2 separate regions of the Anas platyrhynchos genome follow, and region 2 is linked to region 1. Evidence: chromatin contacts called from public Hi-C data. All regions are on one chromosome and are shown on one strand. Each heading gives the region's core, a stretch centred on a gene start, on an enhancer-like site or on the middle of the called end of the contact. The rest is flanking DNA. Distances are from core to core; before and after follow the strand shown.

Evidence for each region. Hi-C and Micro-C count contacts between places; a contact is called where the count stands out from the background.
Region 2: a contact with region 1 is called in a Hi-C map of skeletal muscle, with 2.6 times the contacts expected there. The contact joins two enhancer-like sites. A contact is called at or near these places in 2 of 8 Hi-C or Micro-C datasets (liver and skeletal muscle).

The regions. Positions count from the first base shown.
Region 1 is chr4:56,356,007-56,363,894 of IASCAAS_PekinDuck_T2T, forward strand. LOC140002494 (a long non-coding RNA gene) reads left to right here. Exons shown (of 5, transcript XR_011809207.1): 3 at 2,888-3,009; 4 at 7,015-7,073. Among named protein-coding and RNA genes, the nearest start is that of KLF3, 16 kb to the left of the region's middle. Within about 2 kb of position 4,540, at least 1 of the 8 cell types and tissues checked has an H3K27ac peak or open chromatin away from gene starts, as enhancers often do.
Region 2 is chr4:56,401,570-56,409,457 of IASCAAS_PekinDuck_T2T, forward strand. No RefSeq gene overlaps it. Among named protein-coding and RNA genes, the nearest start is that of KLF3, 62 kb to the left of the region's middle. Within about 2 kb of position 3,257, at least 1 of the 8 cell types and tissues checked has an H3K27ac peak or open chromatin away from gene starts, as enhancers often do.

The DNA of each region.
Region 1 (7,888 bases), core at 3,290-5,789:
ACTCTTAATTTTCTCCTGAAGAGATTTGTTGCAAACAGCAGTCCTTTGGAGTTGAAAGTTCTAGAAAAACAAAACAAAACAAAACAAAAACAAAAACCAAACCAAACCAACCAACCAACCAAACAAACAAAAAAAAAAACACTTGAGAAAGTTAGAGTTTCTTATATTTATGCAGACTCCATCAACATAGAGAAGTCCTCAGTGACACACTTTTTTCCACAGTACTCCAGAAACTAAAACTTTGTTAACAAGCTAGCATTTAGTTACAAGAGCAATTAATAAAGTGATCAGTTTAAACTCTTTTAGCAGTTATGATCAGGGCTGGGGACAAGAGTAAGAGGTGAACGGAAAAAGGATCAGATGTGGAATATTTGAAGCACAAAGGTCATAAATCTGACTTTGAGTGTACAAAAACCCAAAACTAACAACAGTGTTTTTGGCAGGTAGTAGTAAAGAATTGGGAGGATCCAAAATTCTAGAGTGGAAAGTAAACATACACACCCACTGGACAAAATTCACCCGTGTGTAAACAGCCAACAAAAGTCCATTTCCCATGTAAATCCCACTTACACCCTAAGTTGGACTAATGTTTAGGAGTTATTTTGAAGGCTTACTGCATACAGAAGAATATCACTCTTCGTTAATTAATAAGAATCTTGCATTCTGCCAAGACTTATGTATGCACCTAACTTAATATACTGCAGATTCTCTGCTGTTAATGACTGATAATGTGTAAACTTGAAATGCTTGCTGTAAAGGTTAGGTAAAATTGGGACCTAAGCAAAGAAATGTAGGACATGAACAATAAATCATAAGATCTATTCTTTGAGTATGCATCAATAGTAATGGAGTAGTTAGCGTACACATAGGGCTTTATATATTAAAAGCACAGTATGAGCAATGATCCAGACACAAGAAGCCAATATTCATGTCAATAGTTTCAAGGAAATGCAAGGGGCTGCTTTGGTAGGGCTGCAGAATAGATCCCACTCACCAAATTTCACATCTCACAGAATCGCTTCTGTTATTATTCCCTTTAGTTTTACAGATGAAATAGAATGATGGTGTAAGAGCCAGATATTTGCTTTTTTATTGTTAATAAACATTTTAACAAAGCTAAGAGAAAACACCTTAAGCAGTGAAACAAGTCTTTATTGTGTAGCTACGTAGTCAGGTATTAGTAAGGTAAGCTGGTGTTATAGCTTTCTCACTTAAAAATTCATGCTAAACAGTGATATAGTATACAGCTGGGGAGCCTAATAAAGAGGGAAATGCCTACCAGATCTCTTTTTGTTCGTTAAAGATCCCATTAAAGAAAACCACGAGCCAGTAGGTTCACCAGAAGGCTATTGAGCCCCTAGTGGAATGCGTTATGCAGAATGGATCTCTCTTGGGTGGCTGCCATTGTTTTAAGCTTTGTGGTAGGCATCGCTTGAGCATTGCCCTGTAGACAAGCAAGGATCATTTGCTTTAAGAAGATGCTACATCATCTTTGTATATTCTTCGTGATAGCTTCTCCCCCTAAATAGTGGACTACTAATTGGGCTGCTTTGCAGAAATTAGGAGAATTCAAGATTTGAAAGCATGGTAAAGTCTGTCCACCCCATCAGCACCCAGATTTTTAAGGCTGAGCTGATTTCTTTGCAAGTATCTCCCACCCCAGCATGTCTTTGTTGTTGTTTCTTTATAATTTGATTTATTGCTTGAATTTCTATCAGTTTTACAGACTAGAGCTCTATAGGTAGGTAAGAAAACAACACCAAAACAGTATTTCAGTTTTAAAGATGATTTACATATCCCAGTGGGTAAGGTAACACAAAGTACACAAAAGATGAGTGGGGGAAAAGTGGAAAGTGAAAGGAATGGAAATACTGATAGTCTGCCTCCTTGCTTTCAGCAAAATCTTCAGTTCTTAATTCTAAAATAATTAGACACAAATCTTGAAAAAGCATTGATTTGGTGAGTACAGACAAAATGCCCTGCAAACTTCAGTTAAATTGCAGCAAGAAGTTATTTGCCCCCACATATACTTGGGTGTGCCTGGTGGTAACTTTAATTGTGAGAAAGCAAAGCAAAGCAAAGAAGGTCCCTTTTCATGCCAGTGATTCGCACACTGAAGATCCTTGAAAACTCTTGTTTCTCAAACAGGGTATGTGTGGAATTCCTGCCATCTATGTGCAACTAATTCAGATGGAGATCTTAAAATTGGCTTCCTTCAATCGAGTTTTGTTATGCACTTGGCATGCTTTCGCACCCAAACCTCCCATCTGCAGCCTGCACCTGCATTGCTCAATATTTAACTCAAAGAACTCTGAACTTCCTGGACCACTAAGGTGTCTTTTGGTTTGTGGCTTGTTGGCCAGAGCTGTTGCTTACCATAAGAAAGAGATTTAGATGCAGTAAATAACGTAGGTTTCCAGTTTCCTCAGTTTTGTTTCTGTATTTTGAAAAAGAGCTCCTTTCTGGCATGCTGCAGCTTTTCCACAGCGTGAAGCACAGGACGCACAGAGCAGGGTATAACCTTTACAATCTGAGCTTAAAATGCAATCGTTTTGCATTCGAATGCTTTCTTTTTCTGCACAGTAGCAGAGCGCAGGATATACTGCCACCTCCACCACAAACAAACCCACTATTTTCTGCTCTTAGTTACGAAATTGTTTGGAAACGAGCAAAGCTTTCCCTTTGTCTTATGACTTTTTCTGATAAGCTGGCAGCAGGAATTCAGACTCCCATGCGGCCTCTGGTCCGACACAGCTGAGCTGCTCGGCGGCATGCCCCCCCGGCGGCCAGGGAGTTCAGCAGCTCGATGGACTGGAGTCGTGGCAGGTATTTGTCCAGCGATTTTACAGCTACATTGCACCACTAATTATTTACTCTGGTTTTATAGCCATACCTCTCCCTTCCTGGTCTTGTGGGTCTCCTCTGTGCTGCGAAGGATCCATAAAATGGGAAATCAATAAATAAATGAAATCCCTCCAGGGTTCTGCTTGATGTGCACGCAGATTTCTGGTGAGCCATGTACATTATTAGTAACACTAAATGCTTAATTATCAAGAATTAGTTTCTAGAAATTATAAAATTGTGCGAGTGAATGTGCAAACACTCACAGATACATACGTGCATGTATAAATATGTACACACAGATATATGTTCACAGTGGCCTGGGTAATCTATGAACTTGAAGGGTCATTGGCCTGACTTCTATGGATGGGCGATGATACCTGTGAAGGCTGTAAGTCTGCCTACCCTATAAAATGTTTTTGGAGCTGGCAAGTCTTCCACAATTGTGACCAGAGGAAAGATTGCTTGTGTTCATATCCCTTCTTCCTGGGGAAAAACAAACCAACAAACAAAAAACACAGCAACAACTGATGAACCAACCAAAAAAATCCCATCCTTTCCCGGTACAGCTGTGTCCACTGGAGTTTTACTGCCTGCAGAGCAGTGAACGATCACTCTCAACCACTCTGGATGCTGCACTTGGCTCATTTCTTCCAGCAGGCTAGAAGGGGGTAAGGGAAACAAACAGGCAACCCAGTTCTGGAGAATTCTTTCTGTGTGACCACTTTTTATTGCTAGTCAAAGGCAAGGCCCTGAAAACAATTAACAACCCGTGTAAAACTGTTATTGAGATGTTTGCTGGCAACAAGTAGGAGGACGTTTGTTGAAAGAGACATAGTTTAATGGTCTCAGCAAAGGACTGTGATTGATGATCCCCCATGTTCTTCCTGTGACAGTGATGGCCAGTACCTCTTTTGTCAGGTCATAGGTATATTCTTTATGGGCTTCTATTTGCCTTCTCTGAAATGGGATAGAAACAGTTTTACTTCACTTATAAGAGCCAGAAATAATTACTTGCTATTCTCAACATACTGTCAAGGCATTAAAACGTCAATAAAGGTCTCATCTACCTTGAGTTTTCTGAGCGTTGGTCTTCGGTAGTTTCCTAGAAGTGCTCTGCGTTCAGTAGAGAGACATCTCCAGATGGTGAGGCCTCTCCCTGCATTAGAAGGAGAAAAATTTTCCTTCTGGAAAGAATTTCCCCTTTCCAGTCATTATAGAGGAAATCTGGATGATTCAGTGAGGCTGACTTTTAGATGGCTAAGGTGAGGTGAGATGAATGCCACCCTGGTTGCTGCATTTAGGGCTGTTTATGCTCCATGCGAAGAAGACAGAGTTTGTGTTTCACATCTCTAATCTCTGAAATGAAAAGATTTGCATGAATGAGAGGGATGAGTATTTCACAAGGGAACAACCGGAAAAGCGAGACTCTAGCCCAAATGCGAAATGGTTTAGGTAAAATCTTCCAGCAAAGTGGAGGCATCACTGTGAGTTACAATGACAGGGCCACAGGGCTACTTGGAGCTTTAGGAACAGAACACAGGCTCACCAAGTGTTTCAACAACTCAGGTGGCTGGCTAGTGAAGACGAGATACGAGGCAAGAAAAATAATAATTATAGATGTTATCATCGGTATGGAGCAAGGCCAGTGCAATAGCTCAATGGCAAATACACTGTGTGACTGGGAAGTTGAACCGAGGGAGAGAGTTTTAGGCTGTTTGTCCAAGTGGACCAGCAGAGAGGCAGTGCTCAGAAGTGATCTCAACTGCAGGAGGCAAAATGCCAGCCACATTACTAATGCAGTCTCCTTCGCCAGCTGATCTCTTTGGCAGTGTTGGTGTCAGCAAAGCAAAACAAAGCTTAATGAGATTGCAGAAGGAACGGCAAGCGACGTTGGCAAGCTGCAGGTGGGCAAGGTTTCTTTTCCGTATGCAATAGCCACAGTTTTCCAGATCATGTGTGCTCACGGGGATGCAGATGAACCAGAAAGCAGGCACTGGGTGGGATCATCAGAGAGGATGGTCTTTGACAAAAACAGGCCAAAGTCAAAAAGCCAGGCTTGGAAAGCTCCAGGATCCACAGCTCATGTTAACAAACTGTCCTGTTGCTGGGAGCCAGGATTTCCAAATCCTGGCTGCTTGAAGGCTGTCCTCTGAGCTTGCAGATCTCTGAGCACTTGTGCTAGGTGCATGACAGCTTCCAGCAGGGCTGCATCCCTGGGTACTGCCTGGGGAAGAGGATGAAACCACATGAGCTTCCCTGTGCTTTTTGACCCCAGGTGCTTTTGGCAGTGACTACCATTGGCCATTCATATGTAGCCATAGAGACCCAGCGTGTTATTTTTTGGAAAAAAGTAAACCTGAGTAGGCACTGCCTCAGAGCTCCTGATTTAAATCAAAGTGTGATATTGGGGTGCTACTTCCCATCATCTGTTGCAATCCTTGAAACATTGGTTATGCCTGATCTTCTGTGGGTGGCTGATCCCCAGAAAGCCTATGGGGTATATACCATCCAAAGAGGATGATATCGTCAGGTAGGACGATACAGCTCAGATGGACCTTCTGGATCATCAGGTCTGTGTCTGTCCTGTTGCAGACAGTTGTGTCATACAGTCCCTTCCACAACTGAGTTCCATGGTAAAACCAGTTAGGTTTCTATTCCCACTTATCCTACTGTCTGTTTCAGAACCCTGTTTCTTTCCTGATTAAACATGTAAATTATGGCATAAATGTATTCATTCCAATGTCTATCAAATGACAGCATTTTCAGCGTAGCTGAAAGTTATTTTAGCTTTCTGGTGTTTATCCCTATTTGGCCTTCATTTCACTAGGTTAAACAAATAAGGCTATTGTACTCTTATGTATGGTAGCCTATCCATTCTTTGGATGATCCGAGTCATCTGCACTGTCTTGGCATCCTGAATTCACCCCTCTTGAACAATGGGTGATCAGAATCGTATATAAAATATTTCAGATGAAGGCACAGCAATGCTTTGTACATTGCCATAAATATTGTTCTATTGCTAATGGAAACATTTTGGCTGAAATATCTCAGGACCACATTATTTAACTCACAATTACATTTGCATCTAAAAGGCATCCTATGATCCTGGTATCCTCAGTCTTCTCTTCTGTGTTTCCAGTTGATAACTTCTGCCACACTACAGAAATTCTTGTTGCCAGCCCCTAGATGCAGGACTTAATGTTATTTCATTTCATGTAATTTTTAACCTACAGTGACACTTTGCTCATAGGTGAGTTTGTAAAGCATTTCAGCAAATGTCTGTGCTTGATATCAATGCAAATAATTAATTAATTCATTATTATTATTTCACATAAAACAAAGAGAAAATTGGATGTAGCAGAATTTATGATGCCTAATTTATGAGAGCATTGGCATTCAGGTGGGCAAAAAAATATTACTAACAATGTTGTTTACTTAAGGGAGATCTTTAGTTTGGATTTCTAAATCCTTGTCTCAGGTGTGCAAAACTTTGTTAGATTTAATTGCACTTCATTGTTTGTCTCATTGCAGCAAGCATTAACTGCATTTTCATTCTGAACGCATTAAATAACTTTTTCCCAGATAATACTGCACATTTTTGTGCAAGCATAGTTCAGCAATAGGGCAGTTTAAGCAAAGCTAGTTTAATTAATAGACCTTCACAATTCAAGTACAACAAAGTTGTAGAAAATTGGCTGAAGTTCTCCAGCCTGTAGATCTGGAAGGGCCAAACATTGCTTTTAGTAAAGGATATTGTGCTGAGCTGTGCAAAAAGTGGTTTTATGTTGTTTGTGCTGTTGGAATCACTACCATTTCTCCTATTCTTTTCTATGACAAAACCCCTATCTGAGAATAAATACAGGAGGGCAAAGTTCAGTGAGAACATTTTATTTTAAGGCTGGGTTTTCTGACTTTGAAATGCTGGATTTCTCATCTCTGTGGTTGCATTAATGACAATCTTTTTTTCTAGACATCTGTGTGTATTTGTGTGCATGTGTACTTTGTATATATAACATTCATGAAGATGCAAAAATATCATATATAATGCAAGAAAGGCTTATTCATTGTCTTTCTGTTCCTGGCAGTTCTCAAGAAACGGAAAACAATGCTTACTTTTTTTTTTTTCTTTTCTTTTTCTTTTATTTTCCTCTCTTTTTTCCTCTATTACAGGCCTACGGAGATGGCGCCTCTGGGAACTTCAAAATTGTTTTTACTACTTTGAGGAAAATGTAATGTGATTCAGCAGCACCTTATCTGTTGTATTTGCTCTGCTTGAAGCAAAATGTTATAGAAGTACTTTTTTGTAAGTGTAGCTGAACTTTGGTACCACATGCCATCTGGCTTTAAAAATTATTCCTAGGAATCTGACCAATCCTACTTCTTTAAAAATAAAAGGTAGCAGGTCATCTTGGTTCTAACGCTATTTGGAAAACATCATAAAAATTGATGGCATGAAATGTTAACCAGATCAAAACAATGCCACGGTCTCCAGAAACATTTCAGGCTCTGAGTGAGTTTGATTTTTGCAAGGGAAGGACAGAGTGTGAGTAAATAGGGAACTTTTTTTTTTTTTTCCCAGCTCTTAGTGTGGGGAATGACAAGTGAAGACAATGACTGAAGCCTTGGTCTTCAAGTCCCTAGTGTCAGCATGTGTCTTTCTTCTGATTACAGTGGGTTTCAGCTGGTATTTTTATCTTCTTGGGATCTTGGGATCTGTTATATGCAAAAATTAAAAAGTTTGATGTCTGAATCTGCTCATAAAACATTAAATGCCTGATATAGAGGTTGCTATAAAAACTGTTAAATAATAATAACAACGGTTTGGATTTTCAAAGGCAGGGAATGGAGGTAGCTGTCCACAGGGAGCTGTGTCCACTAAAAGCCAGAAGAAAAGTAGCTTTCTTTCTTTCTCTTTCTTTCTTTCTTTCTTTCTTTCTTTCTTTCTTTCTTTCTTTCTTTCTTTCTTTCTTTCTTTCTTTCTTTCTTTCTTTCTTTCTTTCTTTCTTTCTTTCTTTCTTTCTTTCTTTCTTTCTTTCTTTCTTTC
Region 2 (7,888 bases), core at 2,007-4,506, 44 kb after region 1:
GTTGATCTGACCTACTTTTAGGGGTGCTTCAACTCGGGCACAGCTTTTCTACATATTGAACTTCTTTATCATGTTTGCACTCTGCGTGCATTCATAGCCATGCCCTGGGGTGTTTGCAGAGCTGATGTTTTAGACATGTAAATGTGACTAATCACACACCCACCCATGGCTGGCAACCCAGCTCTGCAGCCTACACAGAGGGATGATCTAATCCCTGGAGGTATCTCTGGCCTGGAGGAAAGGAGGGAGGGAAGGGTGGTTCTCCCGTGGGCGAGCCACGCTCTGCAACCCTCAGCTTAGGCCTTGCTCATCTACTGAAGCAACTGAAGATGGCATAGAGAGAATTGTGGGCCTTTCAGTAGCTGTGTCTGGTTTGGAAATGTCTCCTCTACCATTCCTGCCTGTATTGGTAACACACAGTGAATATGATTCCTCCTTCTGATGCTGCTCTTTCTGGATTTCTGTGAGATCTGTTCCTTTTACATTCATTCAGCTTTATGGAGGGACCAGCTTAGAAGCTGAAATTTTATCTTTCCCAAAGATGGATTTCTTTGGAATGCTCTGCTAATTTGTTCACTGCTGATCTGGAATGACCACCTGAAGGGGGAACAGGTAATTCATTCTAGGGGGCACTTACCCCATGGTTAGAATTGCTTTCAGCATCACCAGCTGCTGCCAGCTGTGGCATGGTGGTGTCTGTGGGTAGAAAACTTTGCCAAGAGGTGACCAAGGACATTGCATTTGCAAATCAAGAATAGCTTCATGGAAGTCAGAAAAGTTAGGTACATATAGGTATATATATATATATAAATAAATACATGAATTGTATATATAGAGAGACACTTAAGTAAATGGAATCAAAATCAGACCTCCGTTTGTTGAGCCATGCCATTTTGTGTGTCCCCCCTCCCAGATTATCATCAGAATTAGTAAAGAAGAAACATAATTTCTGGTCCAGTTTCTTCCTTTCAGATGTGACTTATATAAATGTAGAAATATGGGAGAATCTGGAAGAGGGCACTCGAGAAAAAAACAGCCTCCAAAAAAAGTCTGTCCTTGTCTCTGTCAGCAACTTGTTGTCTTGTATTTGTAAGGTGAGAGTCTACAGCCTTCCCGTCTTTTAAAAAAGCCTTTATCTAATGCCATTCTGAATTCCTCATTGTTAAAGACAGGTTCAGGTCTTAAAAATCCTGCCAAGTTTTTGCCCTCAGTGATCGTCATGGCTGAAGTTGGACTGCAGTAGATAAATGAGCACCACCGCCTGTTTATTTATGTGTTCACAGTCTGATGTTGTGGTATGATGTGGGATACCCCTTAGGAAATCTCACTGCTCCATGTGATAGGTGAAGTGAGCTTTACTTCCCTGGCCATTTCCCTCACTCTCTCGGTTCTCCCTTCATATGCTTCCTTTCCAGATAATTCCCCGCCAGGGCTTGTGCTTGCCTGGGGCTGCCAGGAGGCACCAGCACTGGGCAGGGAGCCGGCCCCGGGGATTTGGGAGGGGAAGGCTTGGGTGCAGCTGCCATGGGTGCTGCCCTGGGTGCAACACTGATCCTGCCTGGGCTGGGCTGCACCCAGCTGCTGGCGGCAGCTCTGGGCCCTGGGGTGCCCAGTGCCTCTGGCTGTACTAACGAGACACTGAGACACCGCCGCCTCCTCAGCAGGCAGCGCCTGCCTCATGATGTACCCGAGAAAAGGGCTCCCTGGTTACTTGCCTCTCCTGTGTCCTTTCTGGATGCTGCAGCACTATGCCGAACCTTGTGTGTAGGTAACTTGCTGCGCTTGTCCCTTAGCATTATAAAGACACACAACTGTCTATAAAATGGCTTAATACTTAGCATATAATTAGCATTGCATGGGCTCCTCATCTGGTTGTTGATGGGCTACAGCAAACAAGCACAACCTTCTGAATAATAGCACCAGGCACGGGTTCTGTAAGAAAAAGCAAGCGTTTGTCTGCTGGAGGCGAAGCGGACAGAAGCAAGCCCTTGTTGTTGGCGTTGCTGTTAACACAGAGCCCTCAGACATCTGGGTTCCCCGGGGGATGCCCTTGCAGACGTGCTGTTTTACACTGGTCCAGGGTTGGGGGCTATTGGGCAGGCCTACGGAGTGACTGCCTGGCAGAGCCCTGACTGAGCTGCCAGAGATCGGGAAATCCAGAATGTTTCCACAGTGTGTGGAAGAAGACCTCCTTGGAGATCTTCAAAAGCCTCCTGGACCTGGTCCTGGGCACCCTGCTGTGGGTGTCCCTACTTGAACAGGGGTTGGAGCAGATGGTCTCCAGAGGTCCCTGCCAGCCTCACCATCCTGTGATTCTGTGATTATGTCTGCACAAAGTACCCAGCAGATGCACAGCCACCCTGAAAGTCCTGGGGATTTCAGACAGCATTGTTCTGCTCATGTGAATTAGCAGTATGGTCTGAGTGAAGCATCCAGAATTCTGGATGTGCCATGCTCACATTATTCAATGGAGTCATGCAGGCACAGTCAGCCAGACATGTTCCCAAGCTCTCAGATTTTCTGAACATCCACAGATCTTTTGTGCAGAGTATATGCAGTCAGTCTGGATGCTTCCTGAAATGTGGGGTTGATAACACATGGTCTGTGGAACTCATTCACACGTACTTCCATCTGGGAAATCCCAGAGAAAGAGTTATGGCAACCTGGCTGTTAAATTAATTTAATTTTCTATACTTAAGGGCATCTCAGCTTGCCAGCAGTCATGGTTTTATCCTCTGACAAGAAATTCTGAAGTTATACTTGGATAACCCTTATTATTTGGCTATTTAAAGTTTGCATCCTCTTGTGAGCAACTCTTACGAGTCTGCTCTCGGCGATCAGGAGAAACACCAAGCACCCACAGGTAAATGCTTTCAGCCTGGTTCTGTTTCTCATTCACTTCATTTCTACCACTAAAGTTTCTATTTTCATGAATTTACTGACTTATCATTTACTGGCCAGGTTGTCTGCTAGTCTGGTAGAGGCCAGACTTAGGTGGGATGCAGCCAGCCCACTTGGTCCTGCCCCGAGCGGGTGAGGAAGGATGTGAGGTGAGTCACTTGTGAGGCCAAACTCGAGAGGTGACTTCAGGTGGTGTGCCATGAGGAGGAACCAGGCAGGGAAGTTCACCACCTCTAGCAACACACGTGGGCCTGAGGAAACTGGACTGTTTCCAGTGTTAAGTACAACACGGGTGAGTTCAAGGGTGTGTGACACATCACGCAACGCAGAGCGTGAGCCACGTCATGTAGCAGTGGGAGGAAACGTCCCTGTGGGTGCCCTTGTGAAGCACCTCCTGGGGAAGCTCGGTGTGGATGGGGTATCCCTGCACCTTCATATCCTCCATGTGCCCCAGGCTGCACATGCTCAGGGCAGGGGCATTTGTGTCCCCACAATGCTGCAGCACAGGCAGGACAGGGAGGAGGTGGCAGGAGGGGAGGTAGCACCTTCTCCCACTTGCCAAGTGGGGATGGGAGCTCAGCCTCCATTTGCTCTCTCTGTTTAGATTTCAGGCCTGACAAGCATGCACTGTCCCCTATTGTTTGTACAGTCTTTGGCCCGTAAAGTCCTGATGTTTGCCAGGGCACCTAGGCCCTCTGCAGTACTATCAGCTAATGAGCAATAACAGACTCTGAGATATTAACTCTTCCCGTGCTTGCCACAGCACCCCCAGCTCCATGGCCAGGCAGGCTCATGGAAGAAGAAGGCTAGCACTTCTGCTAGGGTGTGAAGGAAGGGATGTGAGTGCCCACTGCTCTCTCACTGTTCATGGGAATGATGGCAGAAGTGTGTCTCCCAGAGGCATCTGAATGAGTTTTGATCAGTGACAGCTCTGCTACTGCAGCACAGTATGGAGATGTTTGTAAGGGGGGCACCTGCCAATTATTTGCTAAGGGTCCCTGTAAGAGAACAGTTTCTAAAACAGTAGAGGGTTTAGACCTGGACGTGTCAGAGGGAGTGGCTGCTGAGTGGAAAGTGGAAGTGAGGAGGTTTAGGAGTCCATTCACCTCGACACAAACTGGGTAGCATTATTGTCTGAGCAGCAGCTCTGTAGAGACTGGTGACACAAGGGTGATAAAAGTTCAATTACATTCACTGGAAGGGAGCTTGAACTTTTGACAATAACAACTCCTAGCCCTTGCCTGCAATGGCCTTCAAGGGCAGGTAATTACACTTCCTTCAGTTTACTTGCTGTTAATTCACAGAATTAATGAGATATCTCTCTACTGAGTGTATAGGTACTCTGCCCTTTAAGATTAGCTCAGGGCAGGACTGATTGCCTCTCCTTACAACAGTTCAAGTTCCCCTGTATTATCAGAGGGTCTTTGTTTCTCTTTCAGCTGAGATAGAGCATAGAAATCCAGCAAATTACAATAAACGAGACACTCCCTGTTGCTATTTTCGGTTGGTTTTCAGATTAGATCGAGTTGCTCCTTTGAAAAAAGTACATTTTATGTGTTTGTTGCATTCTCAGTGTTACATTTCTAATATGAGAAGATCAATACCAGGGTAGTCAATTCCTTTCAAATCATTTCAGTGTTGTGCTTATTATGGCTAATTCACTATATATTCTTCCTGAGAGAGTTTGAAAATGTGGATTCTTGAAATGCTGATGATAGAAGCTTCCTGAGATAAAAAGTGAAAAGCAGAGAAGCAGAAAGGAGAGCAAATAGTTAAAGTCAGGTGTTGGCATTACTTGAAGCATTTTCTAAAAGTAATTTTTGTATCAAGCAGAGAATTTGAGCGCTGCTGATTGCATGCACTCTATCCTGTTGTTCATATGAACACACACAGATACATCTTAAATACCATTCTGAATCTGTATGTACATGCTTTTTTGATCTGTTGTCATGTTGAAGAGGTATTTTTTTAAAAAAGCTGAAAACACACATGACAATCCATGAAGGACAACCGATATCTTTAGTCTGCTGGAACCATCTGGAATTAGATACCCCATTCTGGCATTGCTGAGAAAGCTTTTCAGATGCTCTGTCGCCCTAGATTTTAGCAATTTTATTACGTGACAAGTCATTGTCTTACTGGCTTTTCATTTAGATGTTGAATGTTCCGTATCTTGGCCCTTTTCCTTTCATTCTCACACTGTGGATGTGGGACGTTAGCCCTTTTTAACCACTGCAGGAGAAAAGGAGGCAGAGAGTGCCTGGATATCACCCTACACATGGGGTGAGTCTCAGCTTGGCCTACAGGACTGACCACTTGTGTTCTTTTATGAAAAAAATCTTTTTTACATTTGTCTACATTGTCTGCTCTCTGTAAATGATAATATTTTGGGGTGCTACAAAATGATGCATGACATGGACTATTCCCGTTAACTTCACTGCATAATTGTAAAGGAAAACAACAGCAAAATACATCTGAATTCAGGGTTCCTTGCATGGAGTAGTAGCCTGCAATTCCAGATGCAGGTGAAAGCAATAAAGACTCCACCATGTGCTGTGGTGTGCCTTCATCACATCTCTCCTATCAATCAATTCTCTCTCTTCCTTATTCCTTTTCATACACCCATTGGGCAATCTGATGATTTTCTCTTGTTATCTGGTGCTCTTTGAATGAAAGGCACAGTTCAGCTTTTAGCTGAAGATGCCAGGCCCTGTTTCTGTCTCTCTCTCTCTCTTTTTTTTTCTTTTCCTATAAAAGTCTCTGGTGGTTGCCATTCCTTAATTTTCTTCCTTTTTGTTTGTCTTCTGTGATATGTGTTTCCTTTTGATGCAGCTCAGAGTATGCACCAAAGTGGTTGGTGTTTTAGATACTTAATGTAAATCACTTAATATAGGCACAGGAATAGGTAATGTTTTTCAGAGTTATATTTCTTTTTCACTGAGACAAAAAACTTCTGAAAATCAGCATTCTTGCTTTCACGAGAACATGGTTGGGTCTCTGCCTTGTGGTCTTGCAACAAGGAAGGAGATGTATGTGAGAAAAGAGGGAGATAAAGTAACCCCTTTATATATATATATATAATATATATATATATACTTATATATATATGTATCTTTGACAGGAGTCAGTTGGTGATACTTTTCAAGTAGCACTGCTGGATACTTAGCTGATCTTTCTTATCACTGCTCAGGAATGTTTCAGGTCTTACTGTAAGAACCAGGACCTGGCCACAGGAATCATCACTGTCTTTTGGGGCTTGGACCAGGGTGTGAACTGCAGTCTGGTCCCTTGCTGCTTCAGACTACTGATGCTATATAATGGCAGCCCAACCTGAATGTCTCTAGGCTCTTACCTTTAGCCTAGAGAGTGTTGGGATGCTGCCAGGTAGCACCAAAGGCCAGACAGGGCTGCATGAGCTCCCTGGAAGAGCAGGTGGGAGACATGGAGATGGCCACACAGAGAAGAGAGTGCACCCCTTGCTCATCATAACTCCACCCTGTTCCTGAACTCCAGCTTGTGTCCACCCTGTGAGGATTTTTGCAAGTTTGAGTGTGAGTGAGGCCTGTTTTGGGGCTGCATGTACCAAATGAAGATAGTAGTGGAGTGCAGTGTGGCAGTGGGCACTGAGCCCCACAGAAATCATGCCGAGGAGGTCGGCGGGGCAATTTGTTCTCATATGCTTGTGTCATATTAGAGACAGAAGCAATGAGATTAAATGGGGCAAGAGGATACCAGGTCAGGAGAAGATCAGCATGACAGATGGTACAGGAATGGGTTGTTGCCTACCGGTAGGTATGAAGTGATGGGGCATGATGAGTATGATTAATGGCCCACCACGGCAAAGTAGAGGAAGAAAGGCAAGAGACTGCAATCATAAGGCTGTGAGATCTTGTAGCTTGGGTGAGTATACTTGGTTTTGGCTCACTGAAAATTCCTTTTGAAGCTCTTGTTGGTGTACTTCTCTGCTAGAAAAGCAAAGCCTCATGAAGAAGTTTGGAGAAAAACAAAACAAACAATAATTGCTATGACCAACCTATAGCAGAGGGTTGTTCCACAAGTAACAGGTGAAATGGAAAGGTAAAGGCTGGCTTTCTTCAACCTGTGGTATATTCACAGGCTGAAACTACTGCTCCACACAGCTGTACCAGGAAGTTCGAAAAAAATAAAGTTACCAGTACACTGGTAACTTTTTTTCTGCTTTATAGAAGAAAAAAAAAATAGTACAATTCAATTCCCAACTTGGATTAAAGCAGATGGCCCAGGTTTGAACTGATATATTACTTTAAAAAAAATCACAGTCACAGAAGTTTGTTTGTTCTTTCAGGAGTCTGGAAGGTGGGTATGAATTCCAGGGAAAGGGTTAACCGTATCAGGAGATTGTCAACCATTGGTCTGACTTTAAAACAGGGTGCTGGAGGGCATATCTTAACCTGACATGTTGCATTGTTAATTTACAGTTTGGGTGTGGAGGGACCTGCCTTCCCTTCTTTGTAATCTATGCAGGTGTGCACAGGACTTCAAAGCCAGTTGCAATGGAGCTTATGTCTGTGAGAAAGCCCCAGCTAAACAAAAATGTGCTGGGAGATGCAAACTCCAGTTCCCTTGTGCAACTGCTCTCCAGTCGGTTTGTAAATGTAGGCTTCCACTGAATGCTGTTTTTGCAGTGGTGTTTTACCCCTTCTCTGTAGGTCCTGCTGCAGATTTTAGGTCTTATGCTACAGTGAAATTTTAAAATGCTTTTTAAAAAATATGCTTAAAATCACAAAAGCACACTAATCAGTCACTCTAAGGGGTGTTGTTTTTTTCCCCTCTGCTTCCAGATCACTTGTGAAATACTCTGGATTCCTACCAGTGCCTTAATTAGCAGTACTTAAGGCATCTTAGAGGAGTGAGTTTTAGCCCAAAAACTGGTCATGGACTTTTCACACTGAAACTCACTTTTACTTGTCATGTAAGCTTGGGCAGTAGAAGGTTTCCTGTTGGTCTG